Regions from separate parts of the Columba livia genome. Here region 1 is linked to region 2. The links are chromatin contacts, called in public Hi-C maps. All regions are on one chromosome and are shown on one strand. Each heading gives the region's core, a stretch centred on a gene start, on an enhancer-like site or on the middle of the called end of the contact. The rest is flanking DNA. Distances are from core to core; before and after follow the strand shown.

The links. Hi-C and Micro-C count contacts between places; a contact is called where the count stands out from the background.
Region 1: a Hi-C map of liver shows a contact between it and region 2, with 3 times the contacts expected there. The contact joins the promoter of CDC123 here to the promoter of OPTN in region 2. A contact is called at or near these places in 2 of 2 Hi-C or Micro-C datasets (crop and liver).

The regions. Positions count from the first base shown.
Region 1 is chr1:204,931,395-204,936,151 of bColLiv1.pat.W.v2, forward strand. CDC123 (cell division cycle 123) reads right to left here and starts at 1,758. Exons shown (of 12, transcript XM_065050183.1): 1 at 1,579-1,758. The coding sequence starts at 1,652. It overlaps NUDT5 (nudix hydrolase 5), which reads left to right and starts at 1,732. Exons shown (of 11, transcript XM_065050181.1): 1 at 1,732-1,868; 2 at 2,133-2,248.
Region 2 is chr1:204,540,811-204,545,207 of bColLiv1.pat.W.v2, forward strand. OPTN (optineurin) reads right to left here and starts at 1,499. Exons shown (of 14, transcript XM_065049279.1): 1 at 1,335-1,499; 2 at 406-585. The coding sequence starts at 571. It overlaps LOC110364575 (a long non-coding RNA gene), which reads left to right and starts at 1,471. Exons shown (of 3, transcript XR_002423448.2): 1 at 1,471-1,605; 2 at 3,905-4,008.

The DNA of each region.
Region 1 (4,757 bases), core at 508-3,007, 390 kb after region 2:
TTCCTCTTTCTCCCTTCTCATCCCTTCCCAAAAAGCAATGCCCATTTTCCCTCTAGGGAAGTAGAAGAGAAAGAGACAAAAATTTTAGACGAAATGCAAAATAATGCCCCATTCCTTGAAAGCTCTAAGAAATTCAAAGAAACAGGGTGCATGACCAGTGAGGAGACATCATGTTGCTCAAACTAAACATTTCCCCTCTTGAGATCCAAACCAAAATTTGCCTATACCACCCAAACACTCCAAAAACGCAAGACTATCACTAAACTTACCAAAAATATGCACGCACTAAACACTAAAATCCATGAAATATTAAATGGAAAAGGTTCTTCACCCAGAGGGTGCTGGACACTGGAACAGGCTCCCCAGGGAGGTGTCACGGCCCCAAGCCTGACAGTGTTCAAGAAGAGACTGGACAACACCCTCAGACACATGGTGTGAACTGTGGGCTTGTCCTGTGCAGGGACAGGAGTTGGACTCGATGATCCTTGTGGGTCCCTTCCAACTCAGGACATTCTGTGATTCTGTGAAATGGTCTGATCACTAAAAGACCGATATCAGCACTTTTTGATCCAACCGGGCAACAAACTTGAGCTTGACTTTGCTGAGTTGCTGGTAGCTCTCATAACCACCTTGTGACCTGCAGCAGCACCTTAGAAACTGCCGAATTTGCTACAGCTTCCAGAAATACACAGAAACACCAAGTCAGCCACCTGATTTGGGTGCATTTAGACCTCGAAAGCTCATCCAGTCCAATCCCCCTGCTGGAGCAGGAACACCCAGATGAGGTTACACAGGAAGGTGTCCAGGTGGATTTTGGATGTCTACAGAGAAGGAGACTCCACAACCTCCCTGGGCAGCCTGTTCCAGTGCCTGTCACCCTCACTGAGAAGAAGTTTCTTCTCAAATTTAAGTGGAACCTCTTGTGTTCCAGTTTGTACCCATTACCCCTTGTCCTATCATTGTTTGTCACCAAGAAGAGCCTGGCTCCATCCTCCTGACACTTACCCTTTATATATTTATAAACATTAATGAGGTCACCCCTCAGTCTCCTCTTCTCCAGCTCCAGAGCCCCAGCTCCCTCAGCCTTTCCTCACACAGGAGATGCTCCACTCCCTTCAGCATCTTTGTTGCCCTGTGCTGGACTCTCTCCAGATCCCTGTCCTTCTGGAACTGAGGGTCCTCGCCTCAGCTCCTGTTCTCCAGCTGAACCCCCCAGGTCCCTCAGCCGCTCCCATCACACTTGTGCTCCAGACCCTTCCCCAGCTTCGTTGCCTCTGCTGCACTCTCTCTAGTATTTCAATGTCCTTCTTATGACGAGGGGCCCAAAATTGATTACAGTATTCAAAGTGCGGCCTCTGCAGTGCCCAGTACAGTGGCACAATCGCTCCTCTAGTCCTGCTGGCCACACTATTTCTGACACAGGCCAGGATGCTGTTGGCCTTTTTAGCCACCTCGGCACACGCTGGCTCACACTCCTCCCTGCCTTCGCCCACACACCCGCTCCTCCCGGCCCAGCCTCCAGTCCAGCCCCACAGCGCCAGGGCCGGGCCTGCCCCAGCCCCACAGCGCTCCCCTCACCTGCGGATGGTGACGGCCCGGAACAGCGGGTACCACACGGAGAACTGGCAGTGCACCACCTGCTCCTTCTTCATCTTCCCCGCTCGGTCCGGCCCGTTTCTCCGCGCTGCTCCCGGAAGCTCCCGCTCCGCCCGGAACCTTTCCCGCGGCTCCCGCCGCCGCCCGGCCCGCCATGGCCGGCGCACCCGGCCCCGCCTCGGCGGGCGTAGAGCGGCCCCGCCCCGCCTTACCTCACGTAACCTCAGTCACCGCCACCTCCGCTCCCGGCCGCCCCGACCTCATCGCTCCCGGTACCGCTCCCCTCAGCGGCTGGGCTCGCTGTGCCGGCCCCGTACGTGTGCGCGGCCCGGGCGGGCGGTTCGCGGGGGAGCGCGGTGCCCTGAGGGGAGCGGCGGGTGTTTCCCGCCCAGCAGGTTTTGTTTCCTCCCTTTGCGTGTGCTCGTGTCAGTTTTCCTCAGCGGTGTAACGGAGCTGCCTCTCTTTCTCCGAGCAGGCCTGGGATTCATTTCATTTTGCAGACAGTCACACAATAACAACAATATATTCCTTTTAAGGTTCTGCCCGAGTGGCACCTGTGTGGAGAACCGAGTCGTTCCCATCTGGTCCTTTCCTCGTATCTGCGGGTTCGGGCTGTCTCCTCAAGGCCTCTCACACATCACTTGTCTGGAAGGTTGATATTATTAATAACAATACGGAGATGCCACTAACCCGCTTCTGCTTCTGCCAGATCGTCTTTGTTGTTGTTTGTTCTGCACGGCGAGGGCCAGTTATTTTTCCATATTTTATTTGGTTTTGAGCAAATTCCTGCTAAATACTGTGACAAAAATGAAATGTTTTTTCCTTGTTTCTTCCTTCTCCCTTTCTCCCATCAACTTCTGCTAATTAACTGATTGCATTGCTAGAATCTTACTGTTGAAATGCAAGCGCACTGACTGATGGTAACGAGTTTAGAGTGACTCGGGAGCTTTTAGTGATGTTGATCTTCAGCTTGTGTACTTTAGTATGCTGTTGGTAAAATTGTGCCAGTTTTGCACGTTCTTTATAAGAAACTCTGTATTACATTTTATCTCGAGCTTGCCTTAGGACACCACTGCTGAGCTCCCATTAAATCTGGTTGCCGTCAGCTGGGATCCGTAGTTTGCATCAAGAATATACCTTTTCAAAATCCACCTATCATGACTTGGATAGGTTCATGTAAAGCACTATTAGCTTGGCTGCTCTCTAAGCTGGTTCACAGGCCTCAGTTGGCTTGAGATTTTAACTCCCGAGAGGGTAATTTGGAAACCGTAGAAATGTTGGATGTTGCCTTGGAAGGAAACCACTCAACAAGGGAATAAGCAATTGGAATAAAGTTATGCTTTTTATAAATGGGATGCCCTTTTCAGGTGTGAGTTTGACCCCCACATGAAAGAAATTGCATGAGTAGCATGGAGTGCTAGCAATAGCCTGGAACACTAGTCATAAAAAGTCATCAGAGAAGGCAGAAGTGGGACAAACTTTGTTTTTCTATCATTTATAGCTCAGTATAGTGCTGTTGATTTTTGCTAAGGAGGCTGATAAATGTGGGCGCTTTGACGTATTCATTAAATTGCATGGATAACTGCTAGAAATGTATATTAATGTAATCGTAAGTCAGCCAGGCTGCTGTGCGAGCTGTGTTGCATTTTTAACTAAAATGATGTAGTGGTAGTTTTATGAGAGAGAAGAACCTTCCTGTCTGAGAGCTGTGAGACAAGGTCAGTTCTGAAGCCTGACGTGGCAGTGTTCAGTTTAATGTTCAGTTGCAGCTGATTTTGTTTATGAGTGAAAGGTGTTGCCACCTTTGACAGTATGACTAATGTGAAATAACAGAATTGCAGCCTTCATTTAACCAAATGGTATTTCTTTCTAACAGCAGAAATTCCCACTTCTGTGCAGTCAACAGAATTTGGAAAAAAAAATACTTTTTTGGTGGAACTTTTAAAAGTGTCACTTATACATGGAGTTATTGCACCCACCTGTGGAGGAGATCAAAACTACAGAAACTGATGTAGATGAGTCTTACTGGTTTTAGTTTTCAGCTCTTTGAGATGTCAGTGATAATTCAAACCACTGAGGCTGTATAATTTCTTTTCTCATTTTAAATCACAAGCCACCCTTGAATCTCTGCACTGCAGAGGAGAGTGAGCTGTCTTGAAAAGAGCCTCTGCCATAAGCTGAGGTTCTAGTATATGTTTGTAACTGATCCAGTGAAGTATTATTATTGCTGTACAAACCATTACTGTACCTGCTTGTGGAATTTAGGGTACAATTGTGGTAATCTGGGTTTGAGAAAGATACACTGATACTTGCAAGTTGATGTAGAAGGATTAGTGTGATCAATGGAACAGGATTTCTGTGAGTGGAAACCAAAAGAGGAAGACTTACTCAGATAAATTAAAAACAATTTTAACAAGGATATGATTCACTGTCTACTCTCTTGATATGTTTAGATTGTCAATCAAAAGGCTATAATTCTTTCCAAACACAGAAGGTGAATTTGTTGTAGCTCAGTATGTGAGGTTTTTATATTTTTAAAGCTGGATACTTTGGGTATCAAACGGAGCCTCCTTTCACTGTTCCCTCTGGATGACCAGAACCTGTTGGAACTGCTGTGCTGGGCTGCCCTTCTTTTGCATAAGCTCAGTGGAAAGATTGACCTTGTATTTTAGCGTCACAATGTGACACTGTGGCCATTCCTCAGCTACAGCTCTTAAATCCTAATTGACAAGAGTCTGCGATGTTGCTGGCTCAAGAACAAACAGGTAACAACTAACACGGGATAAAGATTGGAAGAGAAGCAAGTGAGGTTCTGGAACAGTTTTTCATTAATTAGTGGTAAGGTAGATAGCAAACCTCCATAGTTTTAAGATAGACCTTCACTGCTTTAAGAAAGGAATATAGAATATTTTTGAAAGAACAGGATTATATTTAATAGGTCAGGGTTCCTTTTCAGGACTTACATTACATAAAAACAATTTGAACGTTTAACCACTATGAGCTGCTTCATCCAACAAGAGTGTCTTAAGACTTAAGAAAGAGCCTGCCCTGTTTCCATACTGAGGAAACGGATTGATGTACGTTAGTTTTGATCCTGCTGATAACCAGAATTATTTTGTACTGCCTATTCCTTCTAACTGTTTTGTGGAATTAAATGGAAG
Region 2 (4,397 bases), core at 249-2,748:
CTACGGCAAAACTTTGTCTGTAGCGGAGCTGCCCACCAGTCCCAAAATATAAAGCAAAAAAGCTCTTAGAGGTTGATGAGCAAAAAGCATATCATACTACGAGATTTTTCACCTTATCTGCTAAAATATGCAGCGCTATACTACTCGTATGTGTAATTCTGGAGCAAATAAGTCACCTATAAATTGGGCTGTTCTCCCACCAATCTTCCATATTGATTCAGTTCGATGTACTCTGTCAAACTGGCCTTGCCACTTGCAGAGTGACTTATACAGCAAATGCTACCCTGGTACAAAATGTTATCCAGCAATGGCAAATGAGGACTGAATACTCATAGGACAAAAAAAAATTCCACAGAAGCAGCCTGGGGCTTTTGCATTTCAAGATCAGTTCACATGCACGTTCACCTTTTAGCTCATTGTTCTCAGTGATCAGTTCTTTCATCTGTTGTACCATCTCTTCTGGGGTGTAGGTACTAAGGGTGGGGGCAGCCATGCTGTCTGTTCTGTTTTCCATTCTGCTCCTGGGACGCTCTCCATTTTCAGCAGGACGGCTCTTCAACTTGTAGGACATCTCTGAGGTGTCTACTACACGGTTTGCAAAAGGAAAAGTCTCAATTTCTTGCCCAGTGTTTATAAAGAAAGCATAATCATACCCTCGTTTTATTCAGACAAGCAAGCCGCGCGTCTTATCATAACACACAACCACCCCTCTGACCCTGCTACATCAGGGTGTTCTAAGTCTCCATATCCCATTAACCCCTGACAGGACTGCATGAAACAGAGATGTCTCTCGGGCTAACCAACCCTTCCTGGGGAGCCCCTTTCTCTGGGGATGAAACAACCACCGCCCCTGTCTCACCCACTCTCCCGTTTTTCCCTCACCAGCCCTGGGCGTCCGCTGCCTGACAGTGCTCGGCAGCTCTCGCCCTTGGACACCGCCCGGCCCGGACAGGCCCCGCTCGCCCCCCTGACGCTGCGTTTCACGCCGAGATCACATTTCCGCGCACTTTTAACTTTCATTTTCGCTTTCTTGTCCCTTTTTTTTTCTTCTCCACCACAGAACCGGCACCCTGGCGCGGTACCGGCTGAGACACCCGCCTCTGCCCAGTCACGGCCGCCCCGTCCCACGCCATCACCACCCCCTTCCCGGGGGCGGCCTCCGGGCGCCGCAAACCGGCGTTTCCCGCTCGCCCTTCCCCGGCGCAGGCCCAGCCTGAAGTCGCCGAGTCAGCGGGCGAACCCGCCCACGGCCCCCGGCAGCGAAAGCGGCCCCCGCCCGCCGTTCCCCCGCGCCAGGCTCCCTTCAGGGGCAGCCACCGCCGCTCCCCGCTCACCCCCCTCACGGAGCGCCCATGGCAGCGGCGGCGGCCCGGCTCAGCTGACTGCCCGGCCCCGCCTCCTCCTCCTCCGCGGGGACTTCCCGAGCTCCGGCCTTCCCGCCCACCGCCAGCCCGGGTTGCGGGGCTCCCGGTGCTGGTTGTGCTTCCGCTGCCCTCGCCGTCTCCCGGGCACACAGCGCCCGCCTTCCCTCACGCTCCCCCCGCTTCCCGCCCCGGCCGGCCAGCCGAGCGGGAACTGAAGTAAAATCCCCCAAGATGAAGCAAGGTCGTGTGGGGAGCACAGGGCCTGTCAGGGGGAAACGATGGATCTGCACTGGATCCGTTTGGCTTTCAAGAAGCAAAATGTTTCATTCAAATTTGAGAAGAAGGAGTGACTGGAGCATATGGTGGAGCAGAGAGCAGCACCAAGAGGGATGGTTGTGTGGACCTGTTGGAGAGAGGCCGGAGGAGCCACGGCAATGATCCGAGGCTGGAACAGCTCTGCTGGGAGGACAGGCTGAGAGAGTTGGGGTGTTCAGCTGGAGAAGAGAAGGCTCCAGGGAGACCTTATTGTGGCCTTTCTGTACTTAAAATAGGCCAATAAGAAAAATGGGGACAGACTTTTTAGTGGGGCCTGTTATGGCAGGACAAGGGATGATGGTTTTTGACTAGAGGAAGGCAGATTCAGCCTAGACAAAAGGAAGAAATGTTTTACCCTGAGGGTGGTGAAACGCTGTCCCAGGTTGCCCAGAGAGGTGGTGGATGAACCGTCCCTGGGGACATCCCAGGCCAGGCTGGACGGGGCTTTGAGCAACCCGATATGGGTGAAGATGTCCCTGCTCATGGCGGGGTGGCACTGGATGAGCTTTGAAAGTCCCTTCCAACCCAAACTCTTGTATGATTAGGAAAGGCTTCTTTTTGCACAAGGCCTAAAAGATGAGATCAGACAGTGAGTGTGAGGCAAACGAAAGGGAGCACCTTTTGCACAGGGCGTAATGATGTTTTAGTGATTATTGCCACGCGATCAGATTAATTGGGATGGGATTTGCCACGCTATGGGGGTGTCACCCATAAGGGCTGTTAAATGAGCTGGATGCAGTGTCTGAGCTGGGAAGGCCTTAAATGTGTGATTCCCATGGACGGAGTTAGTTGGGGCAGTTCATCCGAATGACTGTCCTGAGCAGAATGATGGGTGGGAATTACCCCACAGTGCCTGTTCTTTGGTAATAGGGCCAGCTATGATATTTTTGTTCCTTTGTTTTCAATGGGAAAAAATGCCATTTTAGCTAAAATGTCAGCTTTCTATGTGTAAAATATCACTCTTTTATAAAAAAAAAAACAACAAAAAAAACCCACAAAACACACATAGCTTGAAAATAAGCCCTTTTGGTTTGAAAATGCTGCTTTGATATCTTCTAGGAGCTGTGAACTGTCAGCTGTAAGGTGAAGTCATGCCCTTCTGTGGATGGTCTCCCCAGCTGCCCTCCAAGCACTGCAGCCAGGAGCTCCCCAGTGTGACAGAGGACAGGTGGTGGATGCTGACAGGGAGCAATCCTTTTACAGCTGAGGAGCTTCAACATCCAAATTGAGGGTGCAGGTTACAAATCTCCCTAGAAATAAAACCAGCAGACACTTAGGACCCCCTGCGTGGTAAAGAACAGGTCTGATAGCAGGGTTATCCATGTGCTTTCTGCTTACACTGCTGACAAAGGGAACCCAGCACCTTGTAGGTACACTGACATTTTCTCTGCTTGAGGGAGTGTGATCTCTGAATTACTGTTGTCTTCCATCCCTGCATCCATGGCTGGTACGTTACACAGAAGTGTACAGGAGCTAGAGCAGCAATAAAAGTAGCTTCTGTGAGAATGAGGGACAGAAATACGAGCAGCTTGTCGTGGCTTTTTATTTGAGCTCTGAGCTAAGTTCTTGCAAACTGCAGGGCCTTGCTGCGTGTGCAGCAAAGAAAGAACAACTTTTTTCATTTGTCAGAGGAATTTAAAGAAGCATTTGCTGTTTTATTACACTCCAGATTGCTATTTTTTTCTCACAGTAATCCCAGATCTGTTTGTAGTACCCAGAGTTCATTTTTGGGAACGGATCTTAATTAGCAAATGTCTAAGGTTTAGGGGAGCAGTTTAGCATTTTGATGTGTGCTTCACTGCCAATAAGATCTATGTATCTTGCAATTCTTTGAAGAAATCCAAATGCAAGCACCGTCCTTGCTTGCAGTTGTAAAATAGAAGTGGGTTGCTTGGAATCAGAAGTGATGTATCTGATTCTCATTGGAATGAAACATTTTGCTTTTTGAAAGCCAAAGCAAAATCAAAGTTCTTTTAGTTATGGGAGGGAAAGAAATAACCAAAGAGGCCTCGTGAAGAATGAAAAATGAGATAAGTTTTTTACATAAAAGGAAAAATTACTTCTGTCTAAGGAACATTAAAGTGTTTGCACAAAACTCGTGTTGCAGATCAGCATTGTGGGAATACATCAGAGCAAACAATTGTTTGAGCCCATTTATTTTATTCAGATCTTTTTTTTTTTTCACCACAGTCTCATGTGATGAATTTGTTTTGTCCATTCTGCAGGTCATAGGTAACATGCAGGAGTGGAGCGTGTTGACTCTGCGAAGGAAGGAAACTTCTGTTCTAACTCTCCGTCAAGTGGTCTCAACTGCTGGGCTGAGTTATGAGTAAGTCATCTATCTTTGCTGTACTGCACAGATGGTAAATATTTCGAGGTAAGACGTATGAAAGTGTCTGGCTTTCCCCAAGCCACTCCATAACATTTGTTTGTGAAAATAGATATCGGTCAGCTCTGTGTCCGAGGGCTCAGATTCAATCAAGTTACTTAAGAAATTCCCTTGCGGCAGCTGAGCCATGGAAACAGTCTTTGTGTACACCCTTACTCCCCAGCAAATGTGAGGTAATGCAGCTCAGCTTAGTCTGAAGTGACAGAGGGTTGTGCTGAATTATCTTTGCATCGCCCTGGGCTAACAGCTTGGATACTGATTTTTGCAGTTGTCCAGGAGCTGAACCCTGAGAGTCTAACAAAGCTGGCACAAAGGCTTGGACTTCAAAA